Linked DNA regions of Rattus norvegicus: region 1 is linked to region 2. The links are chromatin contacts, called in public HiChIP or PLAC-seq maps. All regions are on one chromosome and are shown on one strand. Each heading gives the region's core, a stretch centred on a gene start, on an enhancer-like site or on the middle of the called end of the contact. The rest is flanking DNA. Distances are from core to core; before and after follow the strand shown. Region 1 has its middle 220 kb from the start of Habp2. Region 2 has its middle 210 kb from the start of Tcf7l2.

Region 1 (6,992 bases), core at 2,279-4,778, 100 kb after region 2:
TGTGTGTGCATGTGAATGTGCATGTGTGTGTGCATGTGTGTGTGCATGTGTGTGCATGTGTGTGTGCATGTGTGTGTGCATGTGTGAGCATGTATATGTGAGTGTGTGTGTGCATGTGTGAGTGCGTGTGTGTGTGTGTGTGTGTGTGTGTGTGTATAGTCCCTAGTGCTGTTGTACCAGAGAGCCACAGGAGAAAAGGCTGGGTCAATAGGAAAGTCTCTATGGTTCTAGATGCTGTCGTTCCAAGGTAATTGGCACACTCTCTCTGACAGTCACAGAAGAGGATGTTCTAGACTTTCCTTTTACGTTCTGGAAGTTCTTGACTGGTGTCTGTACACCTCTAGTCTCCATGTGCTATTCTTGCTGTGGGAATGGCCACATCCAAAAATGTCCCTTTAGAAGGACATCAGGCGGCCTACTGCAGAATGACCTTACCCTGATTGATTTCAGCTGCTGTGAGCCTGTCTCCAGGTAAGTTTACATTGCAGGGCACCAGGAGTCAGGGCTTCTGCACATGAACTCAGTATAAAGGATTCATAACACATAGCCAGGGTAGCATGCTGAGTGCTGCACACTGGGGTTTTATCATAGGTAGCTCCACTTACGAGACATACAAATGATGGAACCACAGAGGTGAAAAAGAGATTAGTGGTCAGCCAGGGGGACAGGAACGTGGATGAAAAGACAAGCCTGCTGAATTCCAGGATGGAGTTTCCTTGTGGTGCTAAACCATTCTAAAGCTTATTTGGTGGTGATGTGAATGCACATGGGGAGTCAAGTGGCTCTGAAACAGTTGTGTGCATGCACACACACACACACACACACTCATACACACACCTGAGCTCACAAACGTATGCACACATACATGTGTGCACACACATGTACACACATACATATACACATACACACTTGAGCAAACAAATGTATGCACACACATATACACATATGCACACATATACACACACATGCACATACACTCTCATACACACACTTGAGCACATAAGCATATGCATACATATATACATATGTACACACACAGGTACACATATACACACACTCTCATACACACACCCAAGCACAGAAATGTATGCACACATATACACACATATGCACACACACAAGTGCACACACATACATACTCTTACATGTTCTCATGCACATACATTCATACACGTGCACTCACACACAGTCACATGCACACATACACACACTAGTGCACACACTTGCATGCACATTCAAGCACATGTACACATGTATATGCTCACATACACACGAGAGCACACGAATGCAGGTAAAAATTGATGGAAGTAGAACAATGTCAGTAGTCTAGTAAACAATATTTCCCCAACATCAATTTTCTGGTTCTAATTTAATCTTTGTCTTTTTGAGAATTTCATGTAGTTGCAATGAAATATGATCATCCCTCATTTGCTCCCTAAACCCTCTCCGTATTTCCCCAACATTCCCCTCCCAACTTTATATTCTTTCCCCCCAACCCACTAAGTACTGCCTATTCGTGCATAAGAGTGGGGCCATCGATTGGATCACTGCGAGCCTCCCAGGGGCCGCATCCTCCCAAAAGAATGATTCTCCCTCCCCAGTAGTTACCAATAGCTCCTGGGTAAGGGGTGGGGCTTAGAGACCATCAACTTCATCTACGCTGGATGGACTGAACAACTTGATCTTGTGCAGGTCTCAGGCAGGTAAGCACAGTTGCCTGGGAGACTGAAGTAGCCATGGCTTGTCCAGAAGGCAGCACTTCACATCACACCTCCTCGGTCCGGCTCTTGTATTGTGTTTGCTCTTCACCGCTGTTCTCTGGGCCTTGCTTGGGTGAGGGGTTGATAAACATGTTCTGTTTAGGGCTGAGCTCTCAACCTTCATTCTCAGCTCACGGGTTATGCATCTCTCTGTTGACCAATGCCCATGGGAAAAAAGCTTCCCTGATCAATATGTAAAGCAGTCCAGGATTATGGGTATAAATGTAAATAGTTGGAAGGCAGTTTGATAGCATGACGTTTAGCAACATGATAGTACCAGACTCAACCTGTTATGACCTAACATCGTTCTGTGATTAAAAAGATATCACCATCGAGGGAAGGACCCAAGGGACTTGATAAATACTGGGCTACGACTTCCTGAGAGCTCTAGAATTTTAAGTTAAAGTGCTTTTCAATGTTTTTAAATGTTAATCCTGTGGCTGGGTTTGGGGTTATGGGATATGGCAGCTCTAACCAAGAAGCTTTCTGCAATTAATACTGGTTTGCAAAGGAATAATTAGTTTTCTCCAATGGAATCTTATTGGGTACATTAGCCAGACCTCAGGGTTGGCCCCATGCCTAGGAGTCATTGGATAACACACACACACACACACACACACACACACACACACACACACACAACCAAAACCCTCAATTATATTATGGGAGAGGTGAAGGAACCTTGGAGGAGTTGGGGAGTGGAAATCACTACCAAAATATATTGTATAAAAAAATTCAATTAAAAAGTAAATTAATAGTCAGGCAGCCTATTTGAAGAGGCTCATGAGGATATGGAAAAATAATGCTTAGATTATGCCTAGTGTTGAGAACCAACATAAGGAAGCCGGGGAGGGGCAGAAAGCACACACAGCTTCAGTTTGCAAACTGATGGGAAGCAGGGGCTCAGAGGAACCCAGGCCTGCAGCAAATGTGTACATCTTCAGCCATCCACAGAAGGGAGGCAAGTGAGTGACTGAGATACATCTTCCTCCCAGCCCTCAAACACTGGAACTTCCTACCAGGCATCCCGCTGGCTAAACCTGAGCAGAAATCTGTGAGGGCCAGGGAGCCAGTGATACAGGCAGAGAGAGGCATGAAGATGGAGTGCATGGTGAAGTGCGTGGGTGCGTGGGTGCGTGGGTGCGTGGGTGCGTGGGTGCGTGGGTGCGTGGGTGCGTGGGTGCGTGGGTACGCGCGTGCGTGCGTGCGTGCGTGCGTGTGTGTGTGTGTGTGTGTGTGTGTGTGTGTGTGTGTGTGTGTGTGTTTGTGTGTACGTGCTATGAACTAAGATATTTAGGATGGCTTTGGCCACACACCAGGGCTCCTACTTGACCCAGAGTCTTCTGTTCCCATAGCTGAAGCTCCACCCAGTTCCCAAAGTTCCGCTCTGTTTCCTAGTTCTGTAAGCATCTGTGGCATCGGTATTTTTGCCTCCATGCTCCCTGGAGAGCCGTTGGAGGCTGGGTCTTGCAGAGGTGCTGGTCTTCTGGCCTCTTGTCACCCCGTTACCACCTTCACCCACTGGGGTTACTGTCAGCACGGAGCATCCAGCATAGCAGTGCTTTGCTGTGTCCCCGGCAGACCAACGGGCCCCTGAGGACTGGGGCCTTTTCTTCCTCCTCCCTTGTTCCTGTTCATTTGGGAGCTCTAAGAGAGCTACAGAGAGAAAGAACTGGGAAAATCAGGGGCTCAGAGAATGTTGTGAAAAGAGTCTGGGAGACAATACAGTGAGTGCTTAGCGAAGCCCTGAATGCGGGGCTTACGGGGCTGTGCCCAGCTTCCAATGGGCCTTTTATACTCTTTTCTATTGACTGTAGCAGAGCCCTTCAATGGCCTCGCATTGTGCTTGAAATAAAATCCAAACCCCCCACCCAGGCACGCAGGGCTCCGGCCTCATCTCGCATGACTGGCCTCCCTCCCTCCCAACCTCTTGCCTCTGGATGTACCAAGCACTTCTCACTCACAAGCCTTTGCATCCATTGAGTTCCCCAACCAGGGAGGGCTTCCTCCAGCCTCCACAGTGATCCATTCTACGGGTTCAGGTAACATGGCACATTACCTCCTCAGAACGGCTTTTCGCGGCCTAAAATAGTGTACCCATTCTTCGATGCTAACAGTCCTTCTTGGAACCTTTGCATTGTGTCTCCCACCAGGGTTCAACTGCACGAGAATGTAAAACTTTTTGCCTCCTCTATGCCGCCAGCGACAGCGGTCAGCAGAACTCAGGGTCCGGCACTCAATTGCATTCAATGAACTGTGCGTTCATTTTGGCAGAAACAGAGAGTGGGTGACTTCGTGAAGCCTTTTGTCCGTGCAGATTTTTACCTGGCTGCCTTTTAGGAACCTTGCCTGTGAAAACCTCTCTGATCATCTTGAGTGTTGCCCACGATGCCTGTTGCTGAAAGAGAGTCTGGCCTCTCTTGCGTGTGGCCCCTCTGCTTGGTGGGACACAAGGACCCATTATTTCTGCCTCGACGTGGTGGCACGGTGTCTATCCTAGGTCTTGGTGGGTTTGATTTTGGGACACAACCCAACTCATGGGGCCTTGTAAATACACCTTTCTCCTCTTCCTCTGCCTATTGGGGCCCTGTAAATACGTCTGCTCTCTCCTCTCCCTCTGCCTATCTTCATTTCTCCACATTGAAATAATGCTGAAATGCTAAATATATTTGATTAAATATTGTTTTTCTGCGACGGGCCTCATTACCGATCGAGTATCTGGCCTGCAGCAGCTGAGTGTTCACAAATCAGCTGACTCTTAACTCCTCAAGGCTTGTCAGGACTTGAATCGCACTTAGTCTGAACAGCAATCTCAGAATTTTGTAGTGTTAGAGGAAGTCTGTGCAGCACATTATCACGGGACTCTTGTGGAATGTTCTGGAACAAGGGACAGCCTGGGAGAGGTAGAGCTGTGCCTTGCCCTTAATGAGTCACATCCAAGCCAAGACTGAAGGCAACATCCTCACACTTATGTCTTCAGGCACACTTCGTTTTCCACACGTGTAAATTAGAAGTTAAAAGTGTCCTCAGGGCTGAGGTCTCAGTCCCCCACCTCCCCTTTCCATTTGTTCTGAAGTGCAGCTGGGCTTCTTTTAATCAACAAAGTCACAGATAAATAAGGATGCCCAAGAAGAAGGCAAACCAGGTGGGCGAGCCTATTCTGAGACTCACCTCCACCACAGGAGCACGGGAGCATGGGAGCACGGGAGCATTCCCCTGGAGTTCTGCCCTTTATGATTTTCTCACCTCTTTTTCCTCTTCTCTCCTCCCACTCATTTTAAAATCCCAAATACCGAGGACAGAAACCTTCTTTCTGCTCGGGGCTCAATGCTCACAGTGGAGCTGTGCTGGGGTAGATAAATCCCCTTGTCCTCAATGAAGTGCAGCTATTGTAAGCCTCCATAAAGGAGATAATCACGCCTGTTTACATGGACCCGGTGTTTATATGCAGTTCATTCAGTGTTTTGTTTAGCACACAGGACTCCCTTAAAGCTCCTTGCTCAGGATCCATTTAATTTTATAAGTTGAGCTCGATTCCTTTCCCTCTGCAAGCATCTTTCCTTATTCTTGAGTTAGATCAATAAACCATGAAATGCCTCTATTGAAAAATGATATGCCCAACCTCTGCCTGAGAATTCAGGGGTTAAAATGTGAGTTGAGGCTTAAATGCCCATTAAGACACTATTGGATTAAGACAAAAGCTCCCTGAACGTGAACTTTACTACATTTTAACGTAGAAACACAACCCAGCCTCAGGTTCTCAATGTCTGGACACTGAATACCGCTCTTAGAATACAGTAATGCAGCACAGGTGGTAGATTGGCGTGGTGTCTTGAAAATATGATCCATTTAGTCTCTCCTTGTAATGACCTGGAAAGAAAGCCATTTCCCCATTTGCAGTGAGAAAATGTAACCTAATGATTAGCTGGGAAGGAGTATTAGACCAGTAGAGGTACGGCATCCATGAATTTACACAGGGTTCTATCATCCTGCTTTTGAAGTAGACATTTCCAAATTCTGTTTGGGCTAGAAAAACTTTCTCACCAAGTGAGCGTCCATAGGTCGTGGGGGACCAAGGCTCCACAGGGAGTAGACTTGCCCAAGGTCACCTACCAGGAGTGCTTTGGTGCAATGTCTCACTAGGAACGAGCGTTAGTATTTGGAGTGATCTTCGAGAAAAATGTAGCTCTGAAGTTTTCCTCTCCCTGTTAAAGACTGTTAGGATGGGAGAAACTGTAAAGCCCAAGGCTCCAGTCTATGGCTTACGGCCTGGTGTCATTCGCCAGAGCCCTAACTTTCTAATCTTTATGTGAATGTTGAGGGTAATCGTCACAGAGGGGCCCAGTGGACAGACATGGCATCAGTAAGACAGCCAGGTTATTGCAGGATACATGATGACATCATACCCATGTAGAATACATGATGGTGTCGCTGCCATACAGGATACATAATGGCATCACAGCCATGTAGGGTATATAACAATATCACAGCTATGCAGGGTATATGATGATGTTACAGTCATGCAGGATATAGGATGACATCACAGACACACAGAACATGTAATAATGCCATAGCCATGCAAAATACATGATGATGTCACGGGGCATGTGACATCATCATAGCCATGCAGGGTATATTATGATGTTATAGCCATGCAGGATACACAATGATGTCATAGCCATGTAGGGTATATGATGATGTCACAGCCATGCAGGATGACATCACAACCACACAGGGCATGTGATGATGTCACAACTATGCAAGATAGATGATGGCATCATAGCCACACAGGGCATATGATGTCATTACAGCCATGCAGGATACATGATGATGTCATAGCCATTCCTTTACTCACTTAGAAACCCAGATTTCATGAACTCAGCCGTCCCAGACAGAAACGGATGTTATGACTTATCATATGTTGCAATTACCTCTGCAGTGATCTTTTGAGGCAGGTACAGGGGGAGTGGGTCTCATATACCCCAGGCTGGACCTGAATTTGCAATGTAGCCAAGGATGACCTTGAATGTCCTGCCTCTTCTCCCAAGTACAGCAGTCATAGGTATATGATATCATACTTGGTTTGTAAACTTCTAGAGATGGGCTCGGTCCATGCTCTTTGAGAGCAGAGTCCCATCCCCAGCCCCCCTGTGTCAAAATGTGAAAGCTGAGAAAATGATCCTTATGCTGTTAGTTCGCTGTGAAATTCTTCAAGAAAGAAAGAAAGGAAGA
Region 2 (6,347 bases), core at 3,242-5,741:
CAGTGTGTCTTGCTTCTAGCCCCCGATGATTGCCAGTGTGTGTGAGGGCTGACTTACCTGTCGTGCATTCTTCGCCATTTCCAGCATCTTCCAAGGAGACTTGTGTTTGCCCCCTCTACATCTAGACAACTTCAGAAAGAAGTCTACTTACGGCTTGAGAGCATTCTAGCAACTTCCACAAAGAGAGCTGCCTGTGAAAGGAAAAGTACTCGGAGGTCCAAGGAAGCCAGAGTGGGGAATTCCATTTTCCTTTGGGGAGAGTGTTGGTGTGTGCGTGAGTGCGTGTGCCAGGGTGTGTGTGTGTGTGTGTGTGTGTGTGTGTGTGCACGTGCCTGTGTGAGTATGTGTGTGTGCCTGTGTATTTTTGTGTGTGTGACTGTGTCTGTGTGACTGTGCCTGTGTGTGTGTTTGTATGTATGTGTGTGCTTGTATGTTTGTCTCTGTGTGTGTTTGTGTGTATATGTGTGTCTGTATATGTCTGTGTGTGTCTGTGTGTATCTGTATCTGTCTGTCTAAGTGTATGAATCCATTCTTCAGCATCTTGTCAGAAGAGCAGAGCATTGTGGGTAATCTGCACCACAAGGAGCAGGGTCAGAAGCCCCATCAGGCTGGTAAGCATCCTGGCTCCTGGGACTGTGCTAAGACTGGGCATAAGAGATGACCAGCAGGGAGTCAGTTGCTTTTAGTCACCTGTCTCCTTGTCTCACCCATGACTCCCCTAGGCTTCTGCTTGCTCTGGGAAGGCGTTGGTGTATTATCCTGGAAGAAAGGCCTCCAGGCTGAATGGGCAGCGTCTGTTTTCTGAAGGAGCACTCTGCTGCCCCATGACCGCCTGGCTCCTGGGCCTGCACCATTGTGGCAAGGACAAAGCTGACATACACAACAATCCCATGACAATCTCCTCTCAGTCCTTTCTTCTTTATGATTGTTATGCTTGTGCTTCAAACACACCAGTTCCTTGGGCTTGTTATTGCTGGTGAGGCCTTTCCGCCCAAGTGTGTGGGGGTTGTCTCTCCCTCTTTGCAGCCCCTCGCCCTTATGGGCCCTGCCTCACTGCTGCTGTCTCTTTGACAAAATACATAAAACCAATACTGATCGGTTAACATACATGACATCTTTAAACTTTAATCCATTCTCCTTCTCTCGACGCGGCGGGCCGGCCTCTGAGAGGTGCCCTCCATTGTTCCCCGTCAAAGCCTTCTTGAGTGGGTTTCCCACTGAGTTGCTTTTGTGCGAGTCACATCAAGATTATAGGTAGCAGAGAAGAAAAAGCCTAGAAGAGAAGGTTAGCCCCTCATTTCAGACTTTAAGAAAAATCTGCCAGCGGGTGCCAGTCAGAGTGGGTAACACACATGAAAGACCAAGTCCAAGCTGGGTCGCCGTGTCACAAGAGGAGTTTTTCAGGAGAAGAACACAAAACACACATTGTCGTGGTCGCACACAGAGACATAAATTTAGGATCATGTTCGCCCTTCGCCTGAACATAGTCAGCTCTGATGATGAAGAACAATGGACCAGAATGAAGCCTGCGGACTGAGGAGTGAGAGCTGGGAGACTCCCTCCCTCCTGCAGAAGTGGATTCTCCTCTCCCTCTGCTCATCCCTTTCCAGGCACCCTTGGACCTCCAGCTTCCCACTGTCGTTCCCTTTCACCCTTGCCTGGGGACAGTGGACAGGGCACAGTCTCAGCAGGTGGTTGGAGAAATGACCAGGAAACAGAAGAGCTCAAGTTCAGCAACCAGACCCTGTGGCTTGAGTCCCCATGCCCCAACTTCAAGTTGCGGGACGGACCGTGGCAAACTTTCAGATGATTTCTTCTGCCAGGTCATGTGGGCCCACCTTTCAAGCCCCACAGCAAGGTGAAGTTTCTCTCCACCACATAGCTCACTGTGAGCACTGGAAATTGTTGCCTTTTGCTGTTAACACTATCTTTGAGCTTGTGCTCCAGTCCCAAGACTAGAGAAGGCAGTTAGATCACAAAGCTTAAAGCTGTAGGTTCATTAAAAAGTATTTGTGTGTGTGTGTGTGTGTGTGTGTGTGTGTGTGTGTGTGTGTGGTGTCTGTAGGTCCCATTTAAAAGTATTTATTTGTATGTGTGTGCACATGTTTGTAGGCTCCATTTTAAATTACTTGTGTATGTGTGTGTGTGTGTGCGTGTGTGTGTGTCTGTAGGTCCCATTTAAAAGTATTTATTTGTATGTGTGTGCACATGTTTGTAGGCTCCATTTTAAATTACTTGTGTGTGTGTGTGTGTGTGTGTGTGTCTGTAGGTCCCATTTAAAAGTATTTATTTGTATGTGTGTGCACATGTTTGTAGGCTCCATTTTAAATTACTTGTGTGTGTGTGTGTGTGTGTGTGCGTGTGTGTGTGTCTGTAGGTCCCATTTAAAAGTATTTATTTGTATGTGTGTGCACATGTTTGTAGGCTCCATTTTAAATTACTTGTGTGTGTGTGTGTGTGTGTGCGTGTGTGTGTATGTGCGTGTGTGTACACTTAGGTTTGCATGGGTACAGGTCAGAGGACAGGTTCAAGCGTCAGTTTTCTTTTTCTACCATTCCAGTCCTTTGGATTAAATTCGGGTCAAAAAGCTTGACAGACAGCAGCTGTACCTACTGAGCCATCCTGCCAGCCCCCAGGACTCTCACTTGAGCGTCTCACCTAATGTAGAGATTGATGTAATGGCCCCCTTCTTCTGTCTAAGGGCACGGGGTTAGGAAAGAGTAGATGACGTGTTTCACAAACGTTTCAGATGTGGCCAGGTTCCCTCTCCACACATACGGGGGTTATGACTCTAACATGGCCAGAACAAAACCAAACATACCTTAACCTGAAGGAAGACATAACAGTATTTTCAGACAACCTGTGGATACTTGAGCGAGAGCGACTGGGAAAAAAATGACCTTTCAGTTAATAAGAAGGAAAGAGTCACTCCACGACTTACCATTCCCTAAGTAACCTGGCAAGGCCATGTCTCTTGGCGAATGAGGCTCAGGCCAGATGGTCTCCAGAGCAAGGCTAGTGGCTCAACAGCTGGGCTGGCCTGTGCCACTTCCTGGCTGGTTGCCTCTTTGAATCTTTGAGCTTTTTTTTTTCTCCCTGTTTAAAAAAAAAAAACAAAACAACTAAGGCTTAATTCGAACACAGTAATATCTATCCCTTTTGGATCTACTTCTGTAAGTTTGACAAATGTACACAGTGTGGGTCACTCCCATCACAATATACATGGAATCTTTTCAAGCCCAATTCAATAGATAGCCCTTATGCTCTGTCTATACACTGGCCCCAGGCAACCGTCAACCTGATTCCTCCCCTATGTTTCTCTGTCATGAGGACTTCATGTCAGTGTGTGGTCTTTTAGTTATGAAAATTTCCCATTTAACTCAATTTGCATTTGCTCTTTAGCCATATTTTTGAGGTGGTAGCAATATATTTCTTTTTATTGCTAAGTGGTATTCTGGTTTTTTTCTTTTTTTTAAGACTCTATTTGCTTATTTGTTGACCAGTAGAGGACACTGGGTCATTTCCAATTTGGGATGACTATAAACTGTGTGAGATGTGGTCGGAGAAATCCCCAGGAATGCTGCCTGGGTTGTCCAGTCAGGGTAAACTGTGTAAGAAACTGCCCTGTTGCAGAAGGGAAGGGGGCTAGAGTTTGCTATGAGATTACATCTCCTAGTAACATCAGAAGCTACACCCAGAAATTCTCACCACCCAAACATGAGGTGAACAAGATTAATGCCAATGAACAGGCAAAACTGGATGGGGAAAAGCCCAGGAGGTCTCAATCCTACACAAAGACCTAAAGGCAACCAAATAAAGCTGGGAGTGGGGAGGAGCCCTTCCCCTGGGAAGAGCACACCAATTGGTTGTCCAATGCCGAATGGTCAGCCCTGAAAATGTACTCGCAAGTAACATTATATTTACTCAACAGGTTATATTTAGGAATACATATGTATATCCATATGTGCATGTAATAACAATTTCAGAAAGAGGCCACGGATTTGAAGGGGGTGGGAGGGGTTGTGGGAGGACTTAGAGGGGAGAAATGGGGAGATGCCGTAATTAAATTACAACACCCACTGCCACCAAAATAAGCGAATGAGCACAAATACTCTTGCTTTCATGGTGGCTGTACCATTCCGCAGTGTCCTTGGCACACTCTTGTGTCTCTGGATCCTCGCTACCATTTGACGCCTGCCATTTTCGCCTGCCATTTAACATTGTAGCCGTCCTTGTAGGTGTGTGAACTTTGGTTCCTTATGGTACCTTTTGTGATGTTCTGCTAATAAGCGAGCAGACACGTGTGGGGAACACTGAGCCTGGTGCCTGGCTCCCAGAGAGGGTTTGCTAAATGGGAGTGGCTTTATTTATTATTCTGCCCCAGCCTGATTCTCTTGCTCCTGATGAATATTGTACATTATACCTCTAGAGGCCCCTCCCCTGTGTCCAGTCATCTGCCTGGATTGGTCCCAGTTGCGGCAGGGCTCAGAGAAGAGACCCCTGTGTCTCTGTCTTAAATCAGGCTCTGTTTTGTCTCCTTGGCTATGCAAAGGGACTGAGCAGTGGCTGCTGGCAACAGGCCAGACCAGTCCCAGAGAGCTCTGAGGTCAGGCTTTGGTGAGCAGGCCGTGGGCATGAGCCCTCCTGTGTAGCCTGAGGCCTGGGGGTTTTTCTTGGCCTGTTCCCACCCTGCTGCCGGGCTTCCTGCCTGGCCTGCCAGCTCTGAGCTTCTGCCCAGAAGCACAGGGCCTTACTCATGATTCCCTATTAAACGTGGACTATCAAAAAGAAAGTGGAAAAAATAAAATCACATGTGTCCATGAGTCTGTCTTTGGTGGGGGTGGGGTGGGGTGGGGGTGGCCGAGGAGGCCTCACAGAGTGAAACAACCCATACAGATGTTCCTCTCAAAGCAGGAGTCCCTGGCCTCATCTCAATAGTCACTGCTGGAGGCCTGACTTAGGAGCATTCAGCTCCTTCCTGACAGCAGCCCCTGGGGGTCATGTTCCAGGTAGCCTGACATTCAACAGCAGCCCAGGCTCCTGGGGCTTTGGGTAGTCTGGCAACAGACCCAAAGATATGACACATCCCGTTTAAATAATCCAGAAAGCAAAGCCAGAAAAGTGTGGGGTGGACCTGAAGCAATCAGGAGGTAGGGCCAGGCATTGAGCCAGGCTCCTAAATCATGCAAACGAAGAGACTTGGAGCTAATGAATGGTGGGCTCATAGGTTTCAGGCAGCAGGCCTAAAGGAATCAGGCAGTGGGCGCTGAGGGGCAGATCAGTCTGTCACACTGAGCAAGTGTGAGGGCCTGGGTTCAATCCCCAGAAATCATATAAAGAGCCAGGTGGTTTGTAAGCCCCGTGCTAGAGAGGCAAAGATAGGTGGACCCCACAGCTCTCTGGCTGGCCCGCCTAGCCTAAGTGATAGGCTCCAGAAAAACTATTGAAAGACCCTGTCTCGAAAGCAAGGTGGGTAGCTTCTGAGGAATAACACCCAAGGAAGGGTGACCCTTGGCACCCACATGAACACGCACCCCCACCACACTCATACAAAGAAGTGGGAAGTGAGCTCAAAGTTGATTGTCTGGAAGGAGACATCGAGGAGACAGCCCCAAATCATGTCTCATGGTACTGTTCTTTCTGGGCAAGCATATCTCTGTTGACATCTTGTTATGACAAGCACAGCATAATTCGTACAGTCCCCCGTGACTGAGTCTAAGTCCAAGACCCTTGGAGTCCCCTCTGCTCCTCTGGCTTCTTTTCACTTAACTTCTTGAGACCATCAGGTGCACACCCTATGGGCTCTGCTCTGAGCATCCTCCTGTAAATCACTTGGGGTTGTTGTCATAGGCCACCACTGCTCTGAAGCAGGAAGGCCTACCAAGAAGAAGGTCTAACCTCTGTGAGCCATACCTATGCAGAGGCCAGACTTGAAAAGCCTTTGCTATGGGTAGGGAGAGGCTGAGCCTGAAATCACGTTGGCACAGAGAGAACTGTCAACAAGAGATTGCCATCTTTGGCCTCCTCGTTTGTTCCAGGAAGAGGTAAGAACCCAGCGGGGCAAGACTCTGGCAAGGGCTGGTTGGGCATTTGGTGCCAGGATTATGAGGAGACCAAAGGGACTGTTCTCTGACATTGGCTAGCTGGGTGGGTGTGGTGCCACTAAAGGACATCTGGTCCAGGAGCCAGGAAGGGAGCTCTGCAATTCAGCAGGGTGTGGGGTAGATTTGGGGGGATTGAAGACAAGCGTCGGTAAGCAAAATTATCAAAGGAAAATAACTTGACTCTCCCTTGCTCTGCTTCTGGAACTTAGACTGTGCCCATGCAGCTAACCTCGTCTAGAGCCA

The links. HiChIP or PLAC-seq counts read pairs in DNA pulled down with a chosen protein or histone mark.
Region 1: a contact with region 2 is called in an H3K27ac HiChIP or PLAC-seq map of oligodendrocytes, with 4 times the contacts expected there. The contact joins two enhancer-like sites. A contact is called at or near these places in 1 of 12 Hi-C or Micro-C datasets (hepatocytes) and 1 of 1 datasets of contacts at active chromatin or transcription factors (oligodendrocytes).

Annotation. Positions count from the first base shown.
Region 1 is chr1:265,099,858-265,106,849 of GRCr8, forward strand. No RefSeq gene overlaps it. Among named protein-coding and RNA genes, the nearest start is that of Habp2, 220 kb to the right of the region's middle. Within about 2 kb of position 3,529, at least 19 of the 93 cell types and tissues checked have an H3K27ac peak or open chromatin away from gene starts, as enhancers often do.
Region 2 is chr1:264,998,385-265,004,731 of GRCr8, forward strand. No RefSeq gene overlaps it. Among named protein-coding and RNA genes, the nearest start is that of Tcf7l2, 210 kb to the left of the region's middle. Within about 2 kb of position 4,492, at least 26 of the 93 cell types and tissues checked have an H3K27ac peak or open chromatin away from gene starts, as enhancers often do.